2 separate regions of the Zea mays genome follow, and region 2 is linked to region 1. Evidence: chromatin contacts called from public Hi-C data. All regions are on one chromosome and are shown on one strand. Each heading gives the region's core, a stretch centred on a gene start, on an enhancer-like site or on the middle of the called end of the contact. The rest is flanking DNA. Distances are from core to core; before and after follow the strand shown. Region 1 holds the start of LOC100285968 (BRASSINOSTEROID INSENSITIVE 1-associated receptor kinase 1). Region 2 holds the start of LOC100276297.

Region 1 (7,710 bases), core at 2,205-4,704:
CTATTGCACACACACCTGTCTCTATAACTAGAACACACTCTAATCACTTAATCTATCAAATAACGCACAAGAGAGAGCTAGGATATAAGAATACACTTGTATGCCACTTGCTTGCGACTATTGTGTACTGGTTGGGGGCATGGAGGGTTTCTTTTATAGCCCCCAAGCCCCAAATAACCATTGCACATAAAATGGGAAATCCTTTGTCCGCGGGTGCATCGGACCGATTCGGTGCACCACCGGACCTCCAACAGTACAGTCGTCTCTAGGATCCAATTGGAGACCTTCCTTCTTGAGCTAGCACCAGACTATTATGGTGTGCCACCAGACCAGGGGCCATGTCAGCTAGCCGTTAGCCGGTCATTGCTCTCTCTGGTAGCCATTGGACCTTAAGGTTTGGTGCACCACCGGACCATGGTCCGATGATTTTTAACTCTAAGGCCGAGACTGGCCTTTTCCCTATAGGTGATCTAGTGCACATGGACCCAAGGTCCGGTGCGTTTGGTCACTAAGACCTCTTCTGGCACATCTAGTAAACCAGTCTGGTGCACACCAGGCCGAGTCATGTAGAAGGTTTGATGCGCCTAGACTACCTAAAATGAAATCCTTTCTTCACCAAGTCTTTTTCATTCAACTTGGTCGACCATGAGGAATTTCCTATGGCTTAGACAAACATTATTAGAGTTTAATCTAATGGACTAAGTCATGGGTACACACCTTTAACTCCTTTTCTCCATTGCTTTCCTGTTTCCGCTCAAACTAGCACCAAAAGCAATGTTGCAACATATAAGGTTTCTATCCTATCCAAATGCTTAGAAATATTTATAAGGGTATTACAAACATGATCAAACCTATGAACTTGTCGAAGCTCACCTTTAACAAGTTTTACCCTTTTGTCTCGTTTGAGCTGAATGTTGGACTCCAAAATATCAAATCACTTGACCTAATTTCTTCTGTCATTTCTTGAGTTCCATCACCTTCCAATGGTCATCAAGAACTTTTCCACACTCTGACTTTGATACTCTTGACCTTGTGGCCATGGTCTTCACTTGAGCTAGGATTTTGAGCCTTATGACCTGAACCATCCAAATCATGTTAGTTACTCCTTATGGTTTCAAGTCACGTCCTTATGTTGTGGTCTTCAATGCAACATGTATTTTCTCAACTTGACTAACCTTGACCTTTGCAAGAACCTCTTCTTCACCTTAGCTTTAGGTACCTCGATCCTCTTAACCTTCTCCCTTGCTCCCATCAACTTGAAGTCCTTCTTGCTTTTGTCCTTGGTTCAACAAGTTGTCTCCAAGTCATGTACATTGAATCCCAACTTTGCAATGTCCATCCTTCAACTTCACTTGTGATATCCATAATCCATATTTAGACAACTTATATGGAATATCACATGACCACCTGTGTTGAACCTTATAATCTTTTCACTAAGTTCCTATTCAACACTTAACACCCTAGGCTATTCCTTTAATAGTGTTGTCATCCAAACACCATAACCCACAAGGGACTTTCAATCTCCCCCTTTTTGATGATTGATGACAACACTATTAAAGCTTACAAATGATGGAAGTAAAGCACAATTTTGGATCATATGGTATAGAATGTGCCTCCTAGATATGTGCTTTAACAAAAAAAAATATCAACTTTGGCCTTAGATGCCAATTTGCACATATTTAGGCTAAAGTGTAAACCATTTCTATACCATAGAATCTGTGGGGTGCATAGTGTCATAAAAATATCTGTGATGCTCATGGCATGAATATGCATACATTACACAATATTAAAGATTTGCATAATAATGAAGCATTTCACACATTATCAAAGCTTTGCACAACATTAAAGCATGATAAGCATTATACACCATATAAACATCTAGAATGCATTATCCCTTTAAGATTAAAGACACTTAAGGAACCTCCCCTTTAGACAAAGGGAGCTTATCCTCATCACAAGGACAAGCTTTATGCTCTTTACAAACAAGCCACTTCTCCCCTTAAGATAAGCTTTCCTCTCAAGCAGGTAAGCTTTAATGCATTACTTCTCCCCCTTTGACTACAACACCAAAATTACTAAACAAAATCTCACAATTAGAACAGAAGCATGATGTCAACCAGGATTCAATCAGGGCTTGAAGCAGGGATATGCATAACCAAAAATCACTATCTTCTCCCCCTAATACTCAAGATATGCAACACATATACAGGAGGGAAACTAGGTACAAATTTGAAGCATCAAGAAGTGACTCCAGTGTTTTATAATATAGTTTATAGTGTAAAATAGTGTTTTATATGGACAGATGTACCATCGGCTGGCCATAGCATTAGTGAGGAAAGAAAAACACCAAGTAAGAGTAACTCCAGTGGTTCTCTAAAAGACTTCCTAAGTTAATAATTTAGATAGTTAACAAAAAAACTTCTCTCCAACAGTTCTCTAAATGAACTTTCTAAATTTAGCAACTTCTCATCTAATCTTATTTTCTCTCTACATTTGACAACCATTTAGCAACTCACTAAACAAAAAATATTGACTGCGTTATATAGGTAATGAAGGTGATTGTTGACATTTGACTTATTGTTTTTTTTATGTAGATAGATACAAAATAAAACTACTATGGGGCTGTTTGGTTCAGCTTTTTTCTGACCAGCTTTTCTGAAAATCTGGCTGTGGGGAGAATCTGGCTGTAGGGAGAATCTGAGTATCATTACGATTACGTGTGGAGGAAGATAAAGTTGTTCATAGAGCTCAGGATCTAGAAAGTGACGGATTCCTACTATTACAACGACTCAACCGATTATGTGTTTATGTTGATTTTAGATGGTTTTTGCCCTAACGAATTTTATAAAAGCTGGCTGAAAAGCTGAGCGTTTGGCAGTCTGCAACAGCTTTTGGTGGCCAGAAGCTGGCAGAAGCTGAAACAAACAGGCACTATATATATACACACACGGAGAACTCACAATTTTGTACTCCTAAAATTATTTAGCAACTTCTTAAATATTTGGTCTAGAGAACTCAAATTTATATAAGTATTGGATTTGCTCTAACGAGCAGACAAACAAAAACAACAAAAGCGGTCAAGGAGAGCAGTTGGCGTAATTGGCAGACCGGAAGCGCCAATTCCCTGCCCAACTCTTCCCAAATTTCCATCCACCTCGAGGAATCTCTCTTTTTTCTACTCCTTCCCAGTCTTCTCTTCTGTACACTTGTCCCAGCAGAAACAAAACAAAACCGCGGCGACAAGAAAGAAGGGGAATCGAGGCCGGACGCCAAACACTGGGCACAATTCCCCACCTGTCCTCGGCAGCCACCCGTCTCCACTTCTCGCTCCTTAATCACCCGCCTGCCCTGCCTCTTAATTAACGTAATCTACTCCATCCGCGCGCCTTAATTAAAATCAACTCGCTAATCTACGCAGCGGTGTCCATCACTGGCTCACTGCGCTCGGCTCGATACGCTACGCCCCCAGCCGGGTAATATACCATGGCCACCACCACCACTACCCACGCCCTCGCCGCCGCCCCCGCTCGCGCTACACTTCGCTTCCCCAGTCTCCCCTCCCCCGCTCACTATGGCGTCCACACCGCGGCTCGCTCGCCTCGCCGCAGCCGTCGCGGCGTGGATGCTAGCCGCTGCTGCTTCTGCTGGTGTGGAGGCCGGGGATCCGCCGCTTTCGCCCAAGGGGCTCAACTACGAAGGTGCGCCGCGTGCCGTGACTGGGGTTTCCGTGTGGAAAGTTAGGGTTTGGTGACTTGGGGTTTCTGATGCTGTTCTTGGCGCGGTTTTGCTTCGCTTGTGCGGTTGTGCCCGTGCAGTGGCGGCGCTCATGGCGGTTAAGAGCCGGCTGCGGGACGAGAGGGGGGTCATGGCCCTCTGGGACATCAACTCCGTCGACCCCTGCACCTGGTCCATGGTCGCCTGCTCCCCGGACAAGTTCGTCGTCTCGCTGTGAGTGAGCTCTCTACCGTCTCTGATCCCGGCCCCTTATTCCCATCCGTGGCTGTTTGTTGCGGGTCAATGACAGTGTTTTGTCTCGTTTCGTTTCGCACCGGAGCTGCAGCCAGATGGCCAACAACGGCCTGTCCGGGACGCTGTCGCCGAGCATCGGGAGCCTCAGCCACCTCCAGACAATGTGAGCGTTTCAGGGTGACAACCCACCTTTCCATTACGGTTGCCTCTTGTTTGTTTCATTCCTATAACTTCACCACAGTAACATCGCTTGCCTCACGTTCACAAAACCGTAAAACAGACATGCATATGCATTCTATTTGAACTGGTTCAAGAATGGGATTGTCAATAACACTAGGGAAGATGAATGGCGATGTTTGGTCTGTTCAGTTGGCCCAGCTCCCATTTAGTCTAGTCCAACCGTGATAGATGTGTTGCCACCATGTCACTTGCAGTCTTGCAGAGCAGTGAAGGAACATTGCAATAACACTCTTGGTTTGTCATTAATTTGAATGAAAATCCTACAGATGGTCCGCGTACCACTTATAAGCCTAGACCATCAATCTTCCAGAGTCAGGACAACTTAGCAAAATATGATAGTCTACAATACTCTTATAAGAGACCATGGTCCATAGAAACCAAAAATCACAGCCTTTATTGAAAGCTCTTCTTTTTATAACTTTTTATTGCCAAAAAGGCAGGTTTGGGTGCCCCCAGTTCTAATCACACGGAAGCAAATAGAACCCACTTTCTTGCCATTGACATTTGACAATGTCAGGATGGCTAGAGTTTCCATCAGCGTGTTCTCGACTTTCTATGGCCTCTTGAAAACAGATTGTCCATTTGTATACAAATATTGATGCTGTGTTGCATAGCTCCTAACTATATATGTGTTGTTTTCTGATTTTCTGAATCCAGGCTGAGTTGTTTGTGCAATTGCCTGGCTGGATTTGTCATAATATGTAGGTTTCAAAGTTTTGCAGGGAAGATGATTTGTGTCTTCTTCTTTTTTGTTACCTAACATTAAGCGGTTGCTTGAATCAAGTTACATAAAGCTAGCTATTTTTCCTCTTTTCATGATAATTTCAATTATAGCATTCCTTTCTTATAACCTTATTTAACCATGAATCGTTGGTTTATTCTTTATAGCGTGCGCGCGCGCGCAGAAGTCTCTTCTTGGTTTTGCGTGATTAGTCATCCAACTCGAAAATAATGCTGCACCATTCATCCATCTTAAAAAGCTAACAGCATTGGCTACTGGATGATTTCCTAACTGTAATGAGTCTTCTCAATTCTGGACTTGTATCGTATTTCCTGTGGGATTTCACTAATTATGACTGCCATTCATTCTTGTGAAATGGGATGGTACCTGTGTTCAATAGCTGACCTTATTGTTGGTTTGATTCAGGTCACTACAGAATAACAGAATATCAGGTGAAATTCCTCCAGAGATAGGGAAGCTGATCAATCTGAATGCTCTTGACCTTTCCAGTAATGAGTTCATTGGTGATATCCCAAGTTCATTGGGGCACCTGACTCGACTAAATTATCTGTGAGTTGATTTCAGAAATGTTTCTAAGTTTACAACATGTATTTTGTATTAAAACTATTGCTTTGTCAATCTCTCAGACGCCTTGATAGGAATAACTTGTCTGGGCCGATCCCAACAGATGTTGCTAGGCTTCCAGGTCTCACATTCCTGTATGTTTCTTTTCTGATTTTCTTTCTGTTTTTCACATAAGTGAGCTGTAACTATTGTCTACTTGACTTTAAACTTACGAGGTGATATGTTTCAGTGACTTGTCATTCAACAATTTAAGTGGCCCAGTTCCAAAAATCTATGCACATGATTACAGGTAACTTTTGGGGTGTATGTATAAGCTCTTATTTCTCTTTTTAAGCATATTTTGGTGAAGCACCTAGATTAGCGAGACCATGAACACAGGACACTAGGAGATGACCGTTGTATCCATGTTGTTAATTTCTATAGGGAATAATGTATGGAATGATTTGTGGGTTGTTTATTAGAAGATGATGAAGAAAGGGAGTGAGAATAAATAAAGGAGAGAAAGGGTAATCTGCATATGTGTTGTATATGTCTAAGTAAGTTTACAAATTCTATAGGCCATGTGCTTTTGAAATGGATAGAGTACTGCTTTACTCCATTTTCTCATCCAAAATCCTTTGTCAGTTGCAATGAATGATTATTTGCTCCCCACCTTTCTGACAATGAAGTTTTCTTGTTGCATTGCTTAAGCTGAGACTGACCACACACATTTTTTTCTGATAGTTTTGACATTTCACTGAAGATAACTTCTTTTACTTTTTTCAGTCTTGCGGGAAATCGATTCCTTTGCAATTCCTCAGTTATACATGGTTGTTCAGATGTGACAGCAATGACTAATGGTAATTGCTTTCCCAGATGGCATATCTTTTACATATCTATTCTTTAGAAACCGGAACTTAACTTTACATTAATGGCAGGGACAATGTCGAGACAGGTCCAAAAGGCCAAGAACCACCATCAATTAGCTTTGGCAATTTCTCTAAGTGTCACCTGTTCCACAATATTAGTTTTGTTGTTCGTGTATTGGCTAAGTTATTGCAGATGGCGCTTGCCTTTTGCTTCAGCTGGTAATTATCCAAGCCTTTGCAGTATTAGCTCTTTACAAGTTAAATATACACGATCTGACTTTTTTTATCTGTAGATCAAGATCTAGAATTCGAATTGGGCCATGTGAAGCATTTTGCTTTTCACGATCTGCAAAGTGCAACGGACAATTTTAATTCCAAGAATATATTAGGTCAAGGAGGTTTTGGTATTGTGTATAAAGGCTGTTTGAGAAATGGAACTTTAGTGGCAGTGAAGAGATTAAAAGATCCTGATGTTACCGGTGAAGTCCAGTTTCAGACAGAAGTTGAGTTGATTGGCCTTGCTGTGCACAGGAATCTCTTGCGTTTGTATGGATTTTGCATGACCTCTAAAGAACGGTTGCTTGTATATCCATATATGCCAAATGGCAGTGTTGCTGACCGTTTGAGAGGTAACTCAATTGTCTACAACATTTTAATGTTAGTTAAGTTTACAATTGGCATTCCGCGCAAGTCTTTTTCATTCCTTGTAAATATATTGTTTAAGACTATGTGTTTTGGTTGGTTCTTTGCCACGTCATATTATCTGCTTATATCCTTATACCTTAGTAATATATGGGGTTGCAATTTTCAGATTATCGCAATGGAAAACCATCTCTTGATTGGAGTAAACGCATGCGGATTGCTCTTGGTGCTGCCAGGGGGTTACTCTACCTTCATGAACAATGCAATCCTAAGATCATCCACAGGGACGTCAAAGCTGCAAACATATTGCTCGATGGAAATTTCGAAGCAATCGTCGGGGATTTTGGATTGGCGAAACTTCTTGACCGTCAGGAATCGCATGTTACTACTGCAGTTCGGGGCACTATTGGGCATATTGCTCCCGAGTATCTCTCAACTGGACAGTCCTCGGAAAAGACTGATGTTTATGGGTTTGGCATTCTCCTGTTGGAACTGATTACTGGTCCTAAAACCTTGAGCAATGGACATGGCCAGTCTCAGAAAGGCATGATTCTAGACTGGGTAAGCTTCTGTGCACTTATTTACGTACTGTTTACTGTATTTCAGCCCCACGCTGGAGAGATTTAACACCTGCTTTCGTTCCTATTCAGGTTAGAGAGCTAAAGGAGGACAAGAGACCGGATAAGCTGGTCGACAGGGATCTCA
Region 2 (7,710 bases), core at 3,860-6,359, 800 kb after region 1:
CGGCGGCACCTACGGGAGCGGGCTCGGAGGTGCCGTAGAAGTCCGCGTATTCCTGCCGCTTGGAGGACCTGTGCTTGCTTGACAGGGTCGAAGAATCCCTGAGCTTGGATGGCTTCGTGCTCTTCGGGGCCTTGGGTGCTGCCGTCTCGGTTACGGGGTTAGGGGCGTGGGCTGTCTCGGGCCGCATTGGTGTGCTGCTGAGCTTCTGCGCCGCCGCTGCCGTCTCCTCTCTGTCCTCGGGCATCACCAGCCTGTCCCTGAGCGGGGTGAGATCTGTCTTCCTCTTCCCGTGTTGCATGCGTTGAGGGACTACGCTGAGTAGCAGTTTCCCCACTCCCTCGATGGCAAGTTTCAAGAGATCGGCAATTAGCGTCCCGAGGGATGGCCACCCAGCTCCTGGTTCCTCTTTCAGGCTCTCCACCACCAGAGGTGGCTTCCCGATTGTGCTGCTCTCGTGCTGCTCGTTTTCAGGTGCCTCTACCTGCCATGGCATTAGCACAGAAACAAACTACTGAATTAGCAGATATTTCTCATTTTCGGGTCCACTATAGAACTGAGAAAGGACAAGGTGCTATTTAAGCATGACTAGGAATACTGTGGTACCAACTTCGAGGAGATTATTACACGTATGCATATCAAGTGGAAAAATCTATGTAAATGGAAAATACAGGGCCAGCAAACTACCTTCTCGGAGCCTGAGAATCCAAACCCGTGTTGGAAACCAGAGAAGATATATCCAGCCACAACAGCACCAATGACCAATATGAGATCTATATAAATGAACAAAACGAAATTGATGATAAAGTATGGAACTGAATTTCGCAAATAATAGATTAAGTACATCGGCAAGTGAATTACTAGCTATCGATGCTGGTCGATCTGCCAGACATAATCGGCATGAAATTAATCACGAAACACAATTTCCATGATCATACATGAAGGAGTAACGCAAAAGGTTGGTAGACAAACATAACCATTAAGGGCTCAGACAAAGAAGCCAGGATTTTTTTAAGGCAAATCTCGACATGTAAGATACAGGGATATGGATATATATGGTACATCTAATCATCCCAAGTTACAGTCCACTAGTGCTTTCAGTGTGAAAATCAAAATATAGCATGTGCACCTATGACCTCTTTGATACTGTTTAAAACAAACGTGAATGGAAAAAGAAAGGTTTGACATGTTCTTCTAAAAGGATGAGAAAGTAATCATGTCATTGATGTCATCAATGCTATTCTAAAAGGGAGAGAAAGTGGTCTTTCATCTATGTTCTTCTAAAAGGGTGTGAAGGGGATGTTGCATCTACATCATGACTAACTAAAGCGGGTCAGAAGATTTTTAAAAGGTGAATACCTATCATATGTATAAAAAGAACTCCAAATAAGACATTTCATAGCCTAGGGACATGTTGGCACAGATGTTATCCCAGTTTTCCTAAACTGATCCACCAGGACCATTAACAGATGTTATCCCAGTTTCCCTACACAGATCCATCAGGACCATTAACAGATGTTATCCCAGTTTCCCTAAACTGATCCATCAGGACCATTAGTCTAGCCATCAAGTAGGGCATGGAAATATTGCTTTACAACATTAGAAACAAAAGGAAAACTACAAAGTGACCAATACAGCAGTACTACCTACTACCAGTTTTTTTTTGAACCTCATACACTAAACGACACATAAACACTACCAGGAATCTTTTTTTTTTTTACTTATTTTCAAGAATATTACATGGTGCAACAAGTTCTTCTCACATTTACTTGAATCCTAGACTCTCAATCACAACAAAATTATGGTGATAGCATAAAAGTGATAGTCAGCTTTATGGCAGAGCATATAACATGGAGAGTTATACTTTTGGCATATAAGGACTAAAGTGTATCATTTCTTACATGGATCATACATGTATAGCATTTACTGAACACAGTTTATAAGTCATCATACAACTTTTGCAAATCTTGGTTTGTTCAACCTTCCTATTTAACTCCGATTCTGCCACCTCAGTTTAACTCCCTCCGTTCCAAATTATAAAACCCTCTAGCTTTCTTGGAGAGTCAAAGCATCTCAAATTTGACACAAAATATAGAGAGAACAGAGAATTACAAATATTTTATATTTATAACATCAAATAGGTATACTATTAAAATATAATTAATGAAGAATCTAATGATGCTTATTTAGTATCATGAATGTTATTGTTTTATTATATAAATTTAGTCAAACTTTGAGATGTTTTAACTCTCTAAGAAAGCTGGAATGACTTATAATTTGGAACGGAGGGAGTAGAAGATAGTCTGATGCTTCCATACAGGATGTCTTAGTGTGTGACCAGCTATTGAAGACAAAAAGTATAATCCAGGGGTCTTGAATAAAAAAACTGATCCCGAAAAGGAAAGATGTAATTGTAAATACAAAGTACCAAAGGATTCACTATTCTTCCTGTCCACCCCCTATGTTTATATATCATGGATAATGATTCAGTACAGGACCATGAAAAGGTGTAAGCACAACACTTGACATATTTTTACTTCTGTTTTACAACTAACCATATCGGCATGAGCTTTTCTTCAAGGACCTCATCATCTAAAGAACATGACAATTGACGAGTTGGATAGTTACCTTTCCTTACCAGAAACATTTATATGTACTGTACAGCAAATAGAAACAAGTGAAAGTGAATGGACCTGAAGATAGGAGTGCAGAATCCTGGTAAGTACAGTCTTCTTGTGGAAGAGAAATCTTCCTAAGGGCTGCATTTCCACGGTCAATAACCAGAAGAGAACACATTTTCTTCACATACACCACATCAAAATCTGTAGAGAACTTTGCATCTTCACTGGGGCCATCCCTGTATCCTGGGATATTCGATTTACCACCCGCTATGGTGGTCACTCCTGAACAGAAATTTCATTCACCAACTGTTAACACCTAACGCAACTATTGCATGAAATGTATAGCTATTTAACTATTGATCACCTGATTCTCCAATCTTTCGAATCGCCAAGTTTGCTGTATCAGCAACATAAACATTGCCCATATCATCCACGGCAACGCCTGTGGGGCGCTTGAATCGGGCATCACTTGGTTTACCATCTATATGACCAGAATGGCCCTGGAAAGAACCAGCAACAAGTCTTCCCCTGCTATCTGCAGAGGACCTATTATCAATCCACACTGCTGGACTTATGTTTAGTTATCAAGTCGTCCAGCTAATCATGATTAGTCAGGCTGATCAGTGCCATGGCGATCAGCTATGCACTATGATTAGTTAGGCTCATAGGTCCATGGCGACTAGGATTGATCAGACGATTTGATAACATTGATCTTTACAGCATTTATATCATACTTCTTTAAGCATTGATGCATGTTTCAGTTCAGTTTTCTTTTTCTGTCCATGACCCTTCCCTAAATATGCATAGTATAAATCAACTGAGACCAGAACTCCACCTATTACTATATAAAAAAAAGGTAGACCAGTGCCAGAGGTCTAGGGAAGGGATAAACCGAGGCAAGCCTTCCCCCACAAATGCGGAGAGGCTGCTTCGAATCCACGAGACAGCTCTCACCTCTTAATTAGTCCTGCCATTCTCACCTATTACTATATGAACTGATAACAATCCCATCGCTGTACCCATGACCAAGTTAAGGGACAATGAAGGCACAGGGAGTGTTACGGACAGAGTGATACTACACTTGGAAAGGTCAGTTATTCAACCACTAGGAACAATGTAACCCTAGTATTTGAGAAGAACACAATCACGAAATATTTGCATGCATGGATATTACCACTAGTATGTCAAACAAAGCTGGCTCAAAATGCCAGTCTGTTCTTCAAGTCTTCCTAAATCATAATCATGGTAACTGTGAGTTATGCCAAAAAAAAAAAGAAGCAAGCAGCCACGGGACAGAGGTGGCAGGAAGAGAACATACACTCAGAAAGTGGCGGGGTTATCCGCACAATGTTGCTATGTGCCGAGTCGACCGCAAGGAGCTCCCCGCCCTCAACAGGAGATACTCTAACGGTGTGCGGCGTGACACCAAGCTTGTCACCCTCAACAAGTGTCTCTACAAAGTAGCCGCTCTCAAATTGCAGGGCTACCCCCACGTGGCCATCTGCCAAAATAGTCGAACGTGAGCAAGATACAGAACAAAAGCACAGATATGAGCAGCTGCAGTAAAGTATGATCACTTAGGCCACAATGAGCCAAAAATACAAATCAGCTGAGCCTCTGCTGGATCTGAAATTCTGAACTCTGCTAAGAGAATTCTAAGAGCAGGACGACCAACTTCCAAATGATTAGTTTGGCCAATGATTTTTTTGGTGGTTTAGCAAGTTATCTCACCAATGCAGGGCCAGCTGAAGTGAAGGAGAACGATACTGAAATAATTATCAGTGAGAAATTGTAAAGATGTTTGAACTCGTCCCCATTGAGAAGATGGTTTAACCCCCACTCCCATTATCTTCCCGTTTGTTGTGCTTTCTATTATTCCTCACTCATCTTTTTCTTCTCGGGGAACACTAGTGGCTAGTGGAGTGGAATAGGGTTCATCAATCATCTGTAATTATAAGAGAAGCGGGAGTCGTGTGCGTCCTACAGGAGCAATCGCTTTGAGCAACAAAATCAGGTCCCCTCTTGTCGCGCGAGATATTCCGCAGACGTATTAGGGAGCGACGGCGACTCACCGGCGTACTGGGGGTGGCCGGGCTGTTTGGGCCCGTGCGTCGAGGGGGCGGCCCGCGGCCACCTGACGACCGACGACAGCTGCTTCACGATGCTGCCTGCGGCACAGAAGGCAGAAGTACGTATTAGTACGGGCAGTCCAGAGGTTTGGGATCGAATCGCCCCTATCGGGCCGCATTTTAACAGGGGAAGATAGGGGCGGCGGCGACGAGCGAGCGAACCTGTTGGAGGGGCCAAAGCGGCCGCGCTGGGACGGAAAGTAGCGGCGAGGAAGAGGAGGAGCAGCAGGAGCACGAGCGGGGATCTCAGTCCCATGGCGAGGGTCTGCTGCTGACTGCTGTGGTTTGGGGTAGAGCGAGAGGCAAAGGGCCTTTTCGCTTTCAGACGGCCTTGGTGACGTTCTCGATTCTCTTGTGCTCCGCAGAATCGTGCAGCGAGTGCGACTGACAAGTCTTGTGTCGTGTACGCCGCAGACGTCAGACCCGCAGCGCCGATTCAGCGGCCGACTTCAAATACATTTTTTTCTAATAGTTTTCTAAAGAGGTCTCTAAATCTTAAATTTAAAAAGTAATAAAAATACTTCTCCAATAATTCTCTAAATAGACTTAATGTACAACATCATTTACTCTTCACGTTTAGCAATTCAGTAGTTCACAGTCGTGTGCTTATTTTTTCTCTTTCCAATATAGTGAGGTGTCAGATATGACATGCTCTATTTTTCACTTTCCCACGAGACACCTAGGTCAAATACGTGTGACACAATTTTTTTCCTTTATCGTCATACCACTACTGTCCCATAGATTGCACCACCAGAGCACCGCTCTTTCACACGTCGTGTCGACTGACCTTTTCTTCTCTGCCCTCGTCATCCTCTACTCTCGACCTTGCCAGCAGCAAGGTCCGATGGGGGCAGGCCAACCAAAGCTAGATTCAAAATCAAACTACTCCCTAAATATGAGTAACTATTAAAGATCAAACTATTTTTACTCCCAGTAGCTATTTAGCAACTTGCTAAATATGATTTTAGCAAGCTATTTTTTAAGAACTATTGAAGTTTAGATAGCATATTCTATATCCTATTGTTAAAAAAAATAAAAAATTTAACATCCGAATAAATATTCAGATCCACTCCGACTTTAACCTATGTTCCCTCTGGCATGTGGAACTCGAGCCACATTTATGGCAACGGCCATACTTTGTCATTAGTGTTTATTTGAGTTAGTTAAATTATTATAATTAGATTTCATATATATATTAAAGCAGGTCCAAAACGCTCGTGACCAGGCTATCCACGTCGCTCAAAAAAATTCAGACTGTCCGGTCCTTATTGGACGACTCATCTCGTTCCTCTGCTCCCTTCGTCTCTAGATACTTCCCTCTGTCTCTAGATATCGACAACAACTAATATGCAATCAGACCTTATGTGAAAACGTGCAAGCGAGTCTCTTGGTCTGTTAGATCATGATCTAATTGTAGACATGATTGTGGTTTGTTAGAGGGTTTTCTATAAATCTACATGACTTGGTGGTGAAAGGGTTTAAGTGTTAAATGTGATACATGATTAGATCATAATCTAACTGTCGGCGTTTCGAGACAGGGGGGGTCCCTAAGCCGACGAGTGAGTGTGCTGCGTGCCCCAGCCCAGATGGGTCGAGCGCGTGGGCGAGCGCGAAGGGGGGAGAGGCGAGGTGGCCGGAGTCGAGCGTGAGAGAGGTGGAAGTCCCGCGGCCTTCGTGTTCGTCCCGCGCCCAGGTCGGGTGCGCTTGCAGTAGGGGGGTTACAAGCGTCCACGCGGGTGAGGGAAGCGAGCGGCCCCAAGAGAGCGCCTGTCCCGTCCTCGGTCCCGCGCGGCCAACCTTCTCTAAGAAGGCCCTGGTCCTCCCTTTTATAGTCGTAAGGAGAGGATCCAGGTGTACAATGGGGGGTGTAGCAGAGTGCTACGTGTCTAGCGGAGGGAGAGCTAGCGCCCTAGGTACATGCCAATGTGGCAGCCGGAGAGATCTGGGCACCCTGCTGGCGCGATGTCGTGGCTGTCGGAGGTGCGGCGGAGCCTGGTGGAGGGACAGCTGTTGGAGCGGTCGAGTCCCTACTGACGTCGTCCTGCTTCCGTAAGAGAGCTGGGGGCCGCCGTCGTCATAGAGCTTGTGGAGCGCCATCATTGCCCCTCCGGCGGAGCTGGCCGGATGGGACGCCGGTCTTGTTCTCCGTGACCCGAGTCGATTCGGGGTAGGATGATGATAGCGCTTCCTGTTGACGTGGCGGTCTGTGCCCTAGGCAGGGCGACGTGGGGGTTCCTCCGAAGCCGAGGCTGAGTCTGCCTTCCGTTGCCGTGGCCGAGCCCGAGCCATGGGGTCGGGCGAGGCGGAAGTCGTTCGGCCGAGGCCAGGGCGGAGTCCGAGCCCTGGGGTCGGGCGAGGCGGAGTTTCGTCGTCTTCCGGGTCTTAGCCCGAGTCCGAGCCCTGGGGTCGGACGAAGCGGAGTTTCGTCGTCTTCCGGGTCTTAGCCCGAGTCCGAGCCCTGGGGTCGGGCGGAGCGGAGTTCACCGTCTTTCGGGTCTTAGCCCGAGTCCGAGCCCTGGGGTCGGGCGGAGCGGAGTTCGCCGTCTTCCGGGTCTTAGCCCGAGTCCGAGCCCTAGGGTCGGGCGGAGCGGAGTTCGCCGTCTTCTGGGTCTTAGCCCGAGTCCGAGCCCTGGGGTCGGGCGGAGCGGAGTTCGCCGTCTTCTGGGTCTTAGCCCGAGTCCGAGCCCTGGGGTCGGGCGGAGCGGAGTTCGCCGTGGCGCCTTTGGCAAGGCCTGACTGCCTGTCAGACTCACTCTGTCGAGTGGCACTGCGGTCGGAGTGGCGCAGGCGGCGCTGTCCTTCTGTCAGACTGGCCAGTGGAGCGGTGGAGTGACGGCGGTCACTTCGGCTCTGCCGGGGGCGCGTGTCAGGATGAAGGTGTCAGGCCACCTTTGCGTTAAATGCCCCTGCAATTTGGTCAGTCGGTGTGGCGATTTGGTCAGGGTTGCTTCTGAGCGAAGCCA

The links. A called contact is a pair of places that touch in the nucleus more often than the background predicts.
Region 2: a Hi-C map of tassel shows a contact between it and region 1, with 5 times the contacts expected there. The contact joins the promoter of LOC100276297 here to the promoter of LOC100285968 in region 1. A contact is called at or near these places in 2 of 25 Hi-C or Micro-C datasets (ear and tassel).

The regions. Positions count from the first base shown.
Region 1 is chr5:149,654,990-149,662,699 of Zm-B73-REFERENCE-NAM-5.0, forward strand. It overlaps LOC100285968 (BRASSINOSTEROID INSENSITIVE 1-associated receptor kinase 1), which reads left to right and starts at 3,455. Exons shown (of 11, transcript NM_001158857.2): 1 at 3,455-3,698; 2 at 3,816-3,948; 3 at 4,061-4,132; 4 at 5,357-5,500; 5 at 5,578-5,649; 6 at 5,745-5,804; 7 at 6,281-6,354; 8 at 6,433-6,582; 9 at 6,657-6,992; 10 at 7,175-7,566; 11 at 7,656-7,710. The coding sequence starts at 3,572.
Region 2 is chr5:150,449,880-150,457,589 of Zm-B73-REFERENCE-NAM-5.0, forward strand. It overlaps LOC100276297, which reads right to left and starts at 5,110. Exons shown (of 7, transcript NM_001150121.2): 1 at 4,910-5,110; 2 at 4,691-4,786; 3 at 3,937-4,119; 4 at 2,983-3,153; 5 at 2,691-2,900; 6 at 685-770; 7 at 1-481. The coding sequence starts at 5,003.